2 separate regions of the Anas platyrhynchos genome follow, and region 2 is linked to region 1. A link is a contact called in public Hi-C data. All regions are on one chromosome and are shown on one strand. Each heading gives the region's core, a stretch centred on a gene start, on an enhancer-like site or on the middle of the called end of the contact. The rest is flanking DNA. Distances are from core to core; before and after follow the strand shown. Region 1 overlaps ZNF516 (zinc finger protein 516). Region 2 has its middle 48 kb from the start of ZNF236.

Region 1 (5,502 bases), core at 1,321-3,820:
TGAAACAACTCTGTGACAGCCTTGCGGAGATCACTAAAGACATCAGTCATTTACTGGCAACTTCCATAATCCCCCTGAAGAGCTAATAGACAAAGAACCCTGCAACCTACCGCCACGAACAAGAACGCAGAAAAGGCACTTGTTTGAGGCTGAACAGCGCTCTTAAAGTAATTTGGGCTTTTAATTTTTTGCTCTCACTTTTCCTTTTATACCAAGAGGTACATTTTACAGCCCATGGGAGCACCAAAATCCTTGGCTGACTTAAATTCTTGCTTTTTGAAGTATTTGTAATTTGCAAAGTGAGTAATAAAACATATTTCTCAAGATGTAATCTAAAAGATGCAAGAAATTCCAGCATCTATTCATCTCTGCTGTGTAGGCTTCCCATTTTAAGAAAGAGGAAGCCCTCTGTTTGGGGAGGAAGTCAGATGAGAATCATCCCACGGTGCATAATGTAGATCAGAAAGGTCAGGAGACAAGGGGATGTCTCAAAGATGTATTGAAAAAAAAAGAAGAACTGTCTGTAAATGTGTTTTATTCAATCTTTCAAATAATAGAAACATTGTTATGGTAAAGGAGGAAGGGGTGAGAAATCAAATCTATTAGAAAAAAAGGAATCGCAACACATTGCATTTAAAATAAGCTTCATAGACAACTAGCTAGTAATTCTGCACCTGTGAGTCATGATTATTTATAACATACGCTCATTTTAATAAATAAAGGATTGTGTTAAAATGCTAAAATGTTAAAAGCCGGAATTAACTATTGCACATTGTGCATAGGAAGCTTCCCAACTTTTCCAATTAGTACCAAGGCTTAAGCTTTAAATGCAGAAGCAAAAGAAATGCTGAAAAACACTGCCACGGGCTGGCTTAATTTGGAATTTCTCCTTCTCAAAAGGATTAGGAAAATGCACACATATACACACTACCAGAAGGGCTGGAAAGTACTTCAGCTTTCCTACCTCTCCCCAGCCCTTGTGCTGTTACGTACATTACAAGAGAGCAGGAAAGTACATTCAAGGGCAATTTGCAATCTTGGTTTGATAGAAAAGAGCTTCTTCATGAGCATCTGCGGCAGACTGCAAACACCATTTTGGGTGAAAGGCCTTGTTAACCTCACTGCTGCCTTTCGCCTCCATATTGAGAGCAAGCCCATACAAAGCAGCATGAAAAATCCCTGTGCCTGCCACAGGATTAACAAAAGGAGATTTTAAAATTTTGATCATCAGCTATTGAAATGAGGCATCCTTAAATAGAAAGACACTTGCCATCTCAGTGGAATACCCTTCTTCAGGTAAAACATCCCACCAAGAACAGGGAAAAGATGCATTGTTTCTTGGGCGAGAGCTGTGGTCTGGTATATTTTTGTAGAAGAAGTACTGTCACCTCTCCTCCTGAGGAGCTTTGGTGTTAATTATTCCCCAGTGTTCAGGTCTTAACAGGAAACTTGATTTTTTTGGAACCTCAGGGGCGCCATCTGCTCTCCCAGCAGCTCACAGCGGGTCAGAGGAGCTCCAGCAGGGTTAACCAGTATATTGGGGAGGGATGAGGCAAACAGGGGTAACCAAACCACCTCCCAGCCCCAATGCCTGAGAGGGGTATCAGCTGTGGGCTTTGTTGTTACACACATAAAACTCCACCAAAAAAAAAAAAAAAAAAAAAAAAAAGGATTAAGTTATCAAAAAAGAGCTCCTCAGATCACCCACATCACTTTACCTACCATTTATTCATATCCTCCTGTCATCAAAGACCAGACACTCCCTATCCCAACCCCTTGGCTCCTTAGAACTGCTTCCAGATCAACAGAAATAAAACTCGCCCGAAGAATAGTGGGCTTAAGAAATACATCTGGTTCATTCAGATTCTCAAACAGCAGAAAACCATACTGAGAAACAGATGTTTGATCGGCCAGGTATTTCCAAAAAGAGAGAGGTAAACAATTGCATGCCTTCCCCCTCCTCCCTCTCTTCCCCCCCCTCCCCAACATCACACTAAGAAATACTACCATGATTACTGTAGCAAATATATAGTTTAGACTGATGTCAGAAAAATGAAGTGTTTGGTAAATCCTCCTCAGGTCATTTACTAAAATATATTTAATGCATGAGTTAGTTCAGCTGCTATGCACAAGGTTCAGGTGGTAACTGTACTTTTGTGGCACAGACGTCGCATCAAACTGACTTCAGATTTCCTTTCCTTAGTCAAAAGAGGAAAACAGCGGCTCACGCAGTCACAAGAGAGGTGGTGTGGTTAATGGCATTACCTACCCACACCAAATAAGACACACAGTTAAATCACCACAACTCTGGTGGACTTCCCCGTGGCGCACTCCCTCTGCATGAAGTTAAAATGTTGTGCTACACAAATAAAGATAAACGCAGCACCTCACATTTAAAAAAAAGAAGAAAATAAAATACTACGGTAGCTGATAAGTATCGGAAAGTACAGCTAAAGGAGACTTTCATATTCAAAGGAAAAAGGAAAAATAAAAAGTAGCGTTGTCAGTGCCATTCCGGGGCCCGGCCCCCGCCAGGTGGCGCCGCCGCCCAGCGGATGAGCCCCGCCGCCGCCTCGGCGCGGCCTAGCGCTGAGGCCTTCACAGTAACGTGTGTTGGGCCTCGGCCTCCTGCTCCAAAACAGTACCAAGCAGCACCAAAAGTAGCCCAAACAAAACAAAACACGGGGGACAGCACTCCCACAACATGTCCACCGCCCCCTCCTCACTGCTAAGTGGAGATCTGCCCCCCAAAACACAGCTCGGTGACCCCTGGCACCACGAATGCCCATGATCGTTGTTGGGTCCTCTGCCCAGAAAACAACTCAAAGCAAGCATAAAAAGGACCAAAACAAGCATAAAGAGGGATTTATCCTGCAGAAGTATCCCCCAGGGACAGTACTGCCCCACAAGGTGCAGCTCTCAGCAAGGTTCCTCCCCAGCACACCTTCTGCTTGGGACAATACCTCCATGCAGAGGTTGAGCTACATGGACAGAGGTGTTTGGACTAAGGATATGTGTGTTACCCAGCACCTGCAGACATGTGATATGGAAGTTCCTCACTTTCCCAAAAGGGGGAGAGAGAAGCTGGACCAAGAACATGCAGCCAACAGCTCTGAGAGCTTCCCATGACACTTTCCACCAACCAACAACTTGGGAAAATCATCCTCACTCTACCCTGAGGAAGTCTCTAAACAGAGCTTCCCTGCTGTTCATTGACAATACATATCTTTATATCTCTGCATCATGGGACTCAAGTCATTTAACAATAAAGTGTGTGGCACTGTGGGATGGAGGTTGTGCATCTCCATACTTCAAACCAGGAGAAGATGGTACTTCTGTATGGCTACAGAAGACAGTGGCATTCTGACATGTTCAACAATGATAAGCAAAACTAATTCTGGTTGAACATGAACGCGACCACCACAAGCACAAGGAGTATAAAAACCTTCTTGTAGATGAAGACGTATCTGGTCGAATGATTTGGGATGTGATTAAAGAAACAGTAAGGACAGGAAATACAGAGCCTTGATGGTTTTTCTTACATAATATGCTATATTATACTATCCCCCCTTTCCTCTCCCTTTTTTAGAAAATAAACTACAACTCCCTTGAAATAAATAGCCCTGATAGACTAATACAGATTACTTTAATAAGAAACAACATATTTGGGAAAAAAAACAAACAAACAAACAAAAAAACACAGATACAAAGGTTTTGACTTTTGTCCATTGCTTCTGCTACGTAGAAGGATCTCAGTCAAAACAGGCTGAAGTTTGTGTAGTCAGCAGCAGAATGAGGTAATGCCAATCTGTATCTTTCTTTTCAGAGAGTCAGTCTTGATGTATGGTAATCAGCCCACATGCATCTCTGCATGAAAGTATCGCCTGAACTTTTCTATCAGACACTCAAGAAAATATAAAAGTGTGGAGGAAGAAAATATAAAGACCTCACAAGTGTAAAATTTTTGCCTGCAGAGTGCTAATTGAGAGAGCATTCTTACAGAATAAAAAGGTAAAGTGCTGCAAGAGGGGGAGAAGCTTTACTTAAAAACAATTAACAGGAAGGTAAAACAACGAGCAGTAACACATACAACAAAACATATTTGAAGATAGAATCCAGTATTTGCCACAAGGTCATTTCTGACTGCTTTTTTATAGTTAGATGAAAACAAACTAAGATGCAGCAACAACACATTATTAAATTTAAAATATTTCCAGAGGGCATGTAAAATTCCTTCAAATTTTGCCAAATCTAACAACGAAAAAATTATGCTTTTATGTTTGGTATTCAACTTCAAGCCTAAAACAAAGACCAGGAATAGGAAAAATAGAGCCAACTCTTTATTCTCAGCAGAAATAAATAAATAAGTAGATAGGTAGAGGATTTAGGGAGAACAGTCTCTGATTCAAAGGCCTAGGTTTGTTAAGGCTATTAAGGATTTGGGGTAGTGTTTGTTTGTTTGTTTGTTTATATATATATATATATATATAAATTGTTTTAGCATTAAAGCATACTTCATATGCTTTAATTAATAAGGCATAGCTTTCAGACAAGTGAGTATCTATCATTATATTCTGAAAACTTGGAAATGATACCTGTCGCTAGGCACCCAAGTGCACTTGGTACTTTGATTGGCATCTATTTTCCATTTTAGCTTATTGAGGAATGAGAGCAAAACAAGCACTCTTCCTTAATGCTGCACTTTGCCATCTGAGTATTCAGGAACTCAGAGGAACAGTCACAAATACTAAACATGCCGTTTAAGGATGTTTCATGAAAGTTTAACAAAAAGAGATGCTTCTGAACTGGGTTCTCAAAAAACAAACAAACAAAAAACTTTAAACGTGTAGGTTTAATTTATATAATAATTCTTTCATTATTTCAGAATGAATGTTTCCCTCAAAAAAAAAAAATCAGAATATAAATGAGCACTGAGCTCACAAGGGACTTTCCAAGGCTGTCTTACATATTTGTTGATGAAATACTGACTTTCCCAAGGTCAATGTCTACAATTAACACACACACACTTTTTGTTTGTGTGTGTGTGAGAGAGAGAGTCTTTAAAGCTTTCTTTTGTCTACTCTTAAAGAACTGTTAAAGATTCTACACTAAGAGGTAACTCTTTCCACCTCGTTTGGAGTTTGCAAGCAGGATTCCCCAGGAGGAGGGGATCATTAGCACAGGCTCTGTATTTAATTGGATGATATTTCAGACGTAAGTGTGAAATCCACCCTCCACAGCAGCCATGCAGAATTCAGCACAAGTGCCTTCTGCATACTATGAAGCTGAGTCAACCTTTGAATCTCTTTTGAGCTCTCATGAAAGAGCTTTACTCTAATGATTTCCTCCCTTGTCCTTCCTGTTCGAATTTTCCTATCTATCTTTCTGTATTATCCAGCCTGTGGAAAAGCTAGTCGCAGCTTGTTTTGCCTTAGTCAAAACCATAAAGGTGCCTTTTGGAGCTTTTCCCTCTACATCCTTCCACCACCTTGAGAATACATC
Region 2 (5,674 bases), core at 2,024-4,523, 150 kb after region 1:
CAAGTCAGAATAAAAACATCAGCGATTTCCCTCATAAAACAGCATATGATTCTTTAGCATACGAGTGAAGATACATTTCTCTTAACTTACAAACAGCAACTTACATGTGTCAAACCACAGTCTCTTCTGCTTGTTACCCTTAGGCTTTTTATTTACTACTAACACACCATTAAGCCTTCCCCTGTCAAGAAGACACAACAGGGAATAAAATGCACAGATACAAATAAATGTATTTTTGCTTTTTTGAATTAATAGTTGTGTAGATGACAAAGATAATCCTTTGTCTTTGATCTGCCCTTAAAACAAGGTAGTTATTTCATGTGGATAAGTCCTTGAAATAATGTCCGTAAGCATGGATTTGTGCATAAAATGGTTTTCTGCATTATGTCAATTAAATATACCTGCTCAAATTGTAAGAATTATTTTGGTTTCATAAAGGTAGAGAACAGTATCTACTTTTAAATAATTAGGGATGGCGCATTGTGCTTATTCAATTTGCTTTGATCTGGCAAACATTATGTTTAATAATTTTAATTATTTTTCATCACTTTCTATTTCTTCCAGAGACCTGAGAGGCTTTGAATAAGAACTGAAATGGTATTTTTTCACACACACACACACAAAAGTGATCTGACAAAACCAGCTGCTAACTGACTTTATATAATGGCATTGAAAAGTAAGTAAACAGTCGTTAAATAAAATTTAGCGTGATGCAACTTGTAAACTGATGTCACTGTTCATCTGAGCGACTACCTGGGACACCAAGTTTCAGTGACAGATGGGGTTTGATAAAACGTATGTGCAAACTGCTGAGAGGCCGCTCTCATTTTGTAATCCACTGGGAGGAGCGTGTAACATCTTCTGATTGATTTAGTACCACACATGCGTCTTCGCATACATGTTGTCTGCTAGCGGAAGCAAACACTCACAAAACCCTCTTTTCAGCTTGAGCATAAAAGATGGGAGAAAGCAGGAATGACCCAGGAACAGAGCTTCCCGCTGGGATGGCTGTGCCAGGCACCCACGCTGACAGGGGCAGGTCTGACAGCACAAGCTTCAGCCGAGATCATCCCTTAATTCCCACAAGCCAAGTCAGGATACTCCGGTCCTCGCTGCCAAACTCCCAGCCTCTTAGGAATTTCCCTTTGTAGTTTGTCTCCATCTCCCACTTCCTGCAGCCTGCCGAGCGGCCCTGGGGCAGGCTGCCATTTTGGCTGCCCTCAGACGCGTGGGGAGGCCAAGGAGAAGGCTGGGGAGAGGCAGGGGGAGGTTGGACACAGGCTGGGTGCATGAAGCAGCCCATTTCTTAGGGAGGAACACCTTCCACCTGTGCAGATATTGCTCCTTTGTTCATGTCTGGCCAATGGATTAATAAAACACATTGCAGAGCTGCAAGTCACAGTAATTGCAGCCCCCACGAAAGTGGCGAGGCCAGGAAGAGCCTCCCCAGAGCCCCATCTAGTGACAGGGACCGAGGTACACCACAACTGAGCTCACACTGCATGACCCCCTGCACGTTTTATGAAAAAAAGAAACTTCCAGCACACTGGCAGTCCTTTGGCACGCTTGCAGTCATGGAGGTGTATGGTACTCACACCACCACCACTGCTCACATTTTCAGGGAGCAAGAGAAAAGGAGGCATTTGTATGAGGAAATTACAAATCTGGGAATGCATCACCTCGATAATTTTAATAGAAAAATCACTCATCAAGTCAAAATACTTGTATCAGCACAAAATACTGTATACCCAGCCTTACACCAAGATTTTTGAGTCACCAGACCTGTGCTTGGCAGACCACAGTTAGGTGCCCAACGAGAAGGTGACTGACTTGCCTAGAAATTGCCAATCTGTCTTCTTGATGGCAGAGGCAACTGTGTTTCTCCCAGTTTTGAAAATCCAATAATTTTAATGTAAGCACCCTAAGTATGGTGTGAGGAATCCGCCTGTAGGAATCACCACGTGCAAAGTCTGGGCTTACACACGGGAGTACCCTGCTGGCTGCCTGCTTATTCTGGCAAGGTGCAGAGAAAATTAATGGAAAGTTAGTACCATCTAAGTGGATTTCTGCAATGTGCTCACTATGTGCAGTAAGCATTTACTTGCCTTTTGAGACCATTAATTTTATATATGTGGAATGGTTAGCTGAGACAAACCACTCTTTTATAAACCATCAGTGCAATGCAGGACACTGCTCCATGGGTTCTTGTTATAACGTCTCCATTGTTTGGGATGTCTCAGAAGTAGAATTTTGGAGGATGGCCAAAACCAGAGGGAGAGTATATTTCTAAAGAGAAATTATTGCTAAGTATACTCAATCTCTGACGTGGACTCTTCTTTCACTCTCTGAAATTACATCTCTCAACAATGTTTATAGTTGGAATCCTAAATCTTTAAAATTTAGATTCTGTGTTCATACGGGTGGTTGATATATCAAATTTAACATGGTGATTAAAGAAAGGCTATTTTATTTTATCCTGTTTTAATTTAGTGCATTTTAACTTCCCATTTGTAATTGCCACTCGGGCAAAGAAAGAAAAACCCTTTTTGAAGCAAACTAACACCCACAGTTAGGATTTGGTTAATCTCTTTTCTCCTGAGTTAGAAGACTCCAGGTTCTCCATGCAGCCACCTGGGACACAACACAGTGTTTAGGGTGGTTTTACTTCAGAAAACTTGTTATGCAAATATCACCACTGGTTCCATCAGTCTGAGACAATTATTTGACTATGGAAATCCAATATAACATGTATTAATTTTTGTTATTGAAATAAACAAAGATAGTCCTAAATATATTAACCAGTGGCAGCATTATTTTATGGTCTATTCTCAGTGGATTTTACTCTAAGCAGGGAGAATATGCAGAGAGAACACTGCATGGCCCTGAGGAGTCACCATCGTTTATGTCACCACATAAATTCTCCTGTACTGTATTCCCGACCAATTGAAACATACAAATATCAAATAACCTTTAAAAATGTTTTAAAGTTGAGAATAAAATCACAGTGACAGCAGTTCTGGATGGAACACTGAAATATTAAAAGGTAGAAAATGAGGAGAAAGCACTGTGACTTTATATTCCACTGGTCCAAGATAGCAAAAATCATCAGAATTTATTAAGACTGAAGCAGTTTTTTTTTTTTTTTGATATTATTTTTCCCCTTCCTGTTTAATCCCACAAGCTGTTGACTGCTGAGTTCAGACTCCCCATGCTGCTGTTGTAAAAAGCAGACGTCATTACAGAAATCTGCCTTTACTGGACAGCAGCAGCGAGGCTTGCCAAATGTTACCCAATGAGGAAGCTTGCATATCAGTATCAGTGGGAAACTGAAGCAGACCCGAAGAAAAGGAGGGGGAGGGAAGGAAAGTTTGAAAGATTACAGGCCATTGAGATAAATACAGAGCGTGGAAACAAAACATGTTTTATTTATTTGTAAGGTCAGTGCCCTCAGCTGGAACAGAGATTTTGGAAGTGTATTAGAGGAAAAGTTTAATCTATCACAAGCACAAGCTAGAGCATGTTTAAATTCTGTTTATGAAGCAATTTAAGTAAATTTGGGCAATGGGAGTTAGGAAATTGTAACCACATTTGTCTAGTAGATTGCAGAATAATAGCAGCCAAACTTTAGGCTTAATCCTTTACGAAAAATATAAAAATAAAAAATACACAAAACCAACAAACCTCTGTATAAAGTGACCTAGACAACACCCAATTCCCTGATCATCTAAAATGCATATATTGACTGTGATGAACAGCGATGTAGTTGAGTTACTTAACTCAAAGCAACTATTTTCATAAGCCTTTAGCTTAAACCCAAAATGCCTGTGAAAGATGGAGCAGTCAGGCTTGTCACAGAGCAATAAAAAAAAAAAAAAAAAAAAAAGGCAGTTTGGCATGATTTCGATTTCTTTCTGAACAGCTTGATTCAGTCAGACAATTCTGTTCATAGTTATAGCTATTTAGTCTTGGAGTAATGCCATTAAATTAAATGGTGTTATGAGTTTTTACATTGCTTAAAGGAAAGGAAAATAAGTGTATTACTTAACTGGAGTTACTCTAGCAGGGCATTTGTCCCAGATAATACACTGATATGCTAGATTATTTGCCTACTCTTGAGATAACAAACACAGGGCATAGTCTCAGAGGCCATAATACAGCAAATATGATATTCTTTTGCCTTTCAACATTTCCATATATGATTTCTCTCTCTTTCTGTATACGTGGGTGGTTGTCCTTAAGGCCACAATACAACATGCATAGTCAAAGCTTAAGAGGGATAGAGAGAAGATGTTATTGTGTTCTTAAAAGGAGAAATGGCACTCCAACCTGATATTTTTGCCCTATTCATTGCAAACTCCATTACCTGCTTCTTTGTGCAAGCACCCATGCATTGTGGTTACATGCTCACACTCAGTTTGGGTGTCAGCTGGTTATCTGTGGGTTATATGTGACACCTCAGTCATATCTCTTGCTAATTTAAGTGTGTAAGTTTTTGCTTAGAATCAATGTGAATAATGCAAATACAGCAAGCAAGGAATGTATGACACAAGCCATGTTGGCAGTAATAAATTGTTTTAAGAGTGCTTTCATATCTCTTGAGGAGATATGAAAAAGGCCTTCTCCATTGTAAATAGAATGTGTCAACTCAATCACAGCTAGCTTGTCATTAGTAAGGTGTTTTTCGTGCATAGTATGCTTGACCAATAAAAAGATGCAGAATGAAGTCATCTGAAATTAACCTGATGAGTCAGAAGTGGCTGTTGAAGCACATCTAAATGTACTACTAGTAGATTGCTGGTTTACAGTCACTGCACCTATGAGCAAGGGTAGTTACAGTGAAAATTGAGGTGGTCTGGTGTAATGACAGTACTGAATTTTCATTGTTTCCCTGGTAAATGAAATTGGCAATAAATAAATAAAAATAGGCCTTGAGGGGAAAGAAAAATAAAAAAGTAAGTTTCAATAAGATAGCATGTTGTAGGCATTCTGTGAGGTAAACTGTTGGTACTAAAAATGGTTTGTATGAAAACTGGAAACCCTAGTGTTTACTTATATGTATGAAAAGAAACAGGTCAGTGACTTTGTTTCCATGGTGACCATTATTGAAATAAAACAAACTGACACCAATGCTGATTTATTTTCTCCTTCTGTACCCTTTTTAACAATCACTTTAGTCTGAGGTTGCTACTGGATCCAAACATGACGCCAGAGTGAACTTTGACAATATGATCTTCTGAAGTTCGTCAATGAAGAAAAGAGCTAAACCAAGATCCACTTCAGAAAAAAAAAAAAAAAAAAAAAAGAAAGAAAGGCTTTTTGAGCAGGTGCCAATGCCTGGTGTCTGGCAACAACATAGCTGACATGCTGTAGAGTAAGAGTTCACTGGGAATTGTTTGATAAGACTAGTTTCAACAATGAAAGAGGAAACCTATTTCTCAGATCCAAAACTTTCCCAGAAGGATGGGAACATTTCCTTTGGATTTTTTTTTTTTTTTTTTTTTTTTTTTTTTTTTTTTTTTACCTGAGGAGACTCTTCAGGTCTGCATTTTCCAGTCAAAACCAGACACAGAAGGGTGGATTAGAGATTCAATAGTTTGCCTGCTATGAATAATATATGGGTTTGCTTTTGGACTGGCTTCTACTTTGACTCAGATGCATGCTGCAGTTATTGGGG

The links. A called contact is a pair of places that touch in the nucleus more often than the background predicts.
Region 2: a Hi-C map of subcutaneous adipose tissue shows a contact between it and region 1, with 2.5 times the contacts expected there. The contact joins two enhancer-like sites. A contact is called at or near these places in 6 of 8 Hi-C or Micro-C datasets (F1 follicle, F5 follicle, liver and 2 more).

The regions. Positions count from the first base shown.
Region 1 is chr2:61,868,276-61,873,777 of IASCAAS_PekinDuck_T2T, forward strand. All of the region lies in intron 2 of ZNF516 (zinc finger protein 516), which reads right to left. Among named protein-coding and RNA genes, the nearest start is that of ZNF516, 73 kb to the right of the region's middle. Within about 2 kb of position 2,571, at least 5 of the 8 cell types and tissues checked have an H3K27ac peak or open chromatin away from gene starts, as enhancers often do. A contact at or near this core is called in subcutaneous adipose tissue, where this site is marked.
Region 2 is chr2:62,016,633-62,022,306 of IASCAAS_PekinDuck_T2T, forward strand. No RefSeq gene overlaps it. Among named protein-coding and RNA genes, the nearest start is that of ZNF236, 48 kb to the right of the region's middle. Within about 2 kb of position 3,274, at least 2 of the 8 cell types and tissues checked have an H3K27ac peak or open chromatin away from gene starts, as enhancers often do. A contact at or near this core is called in subcutaneous adipose tissue, where this site is marked.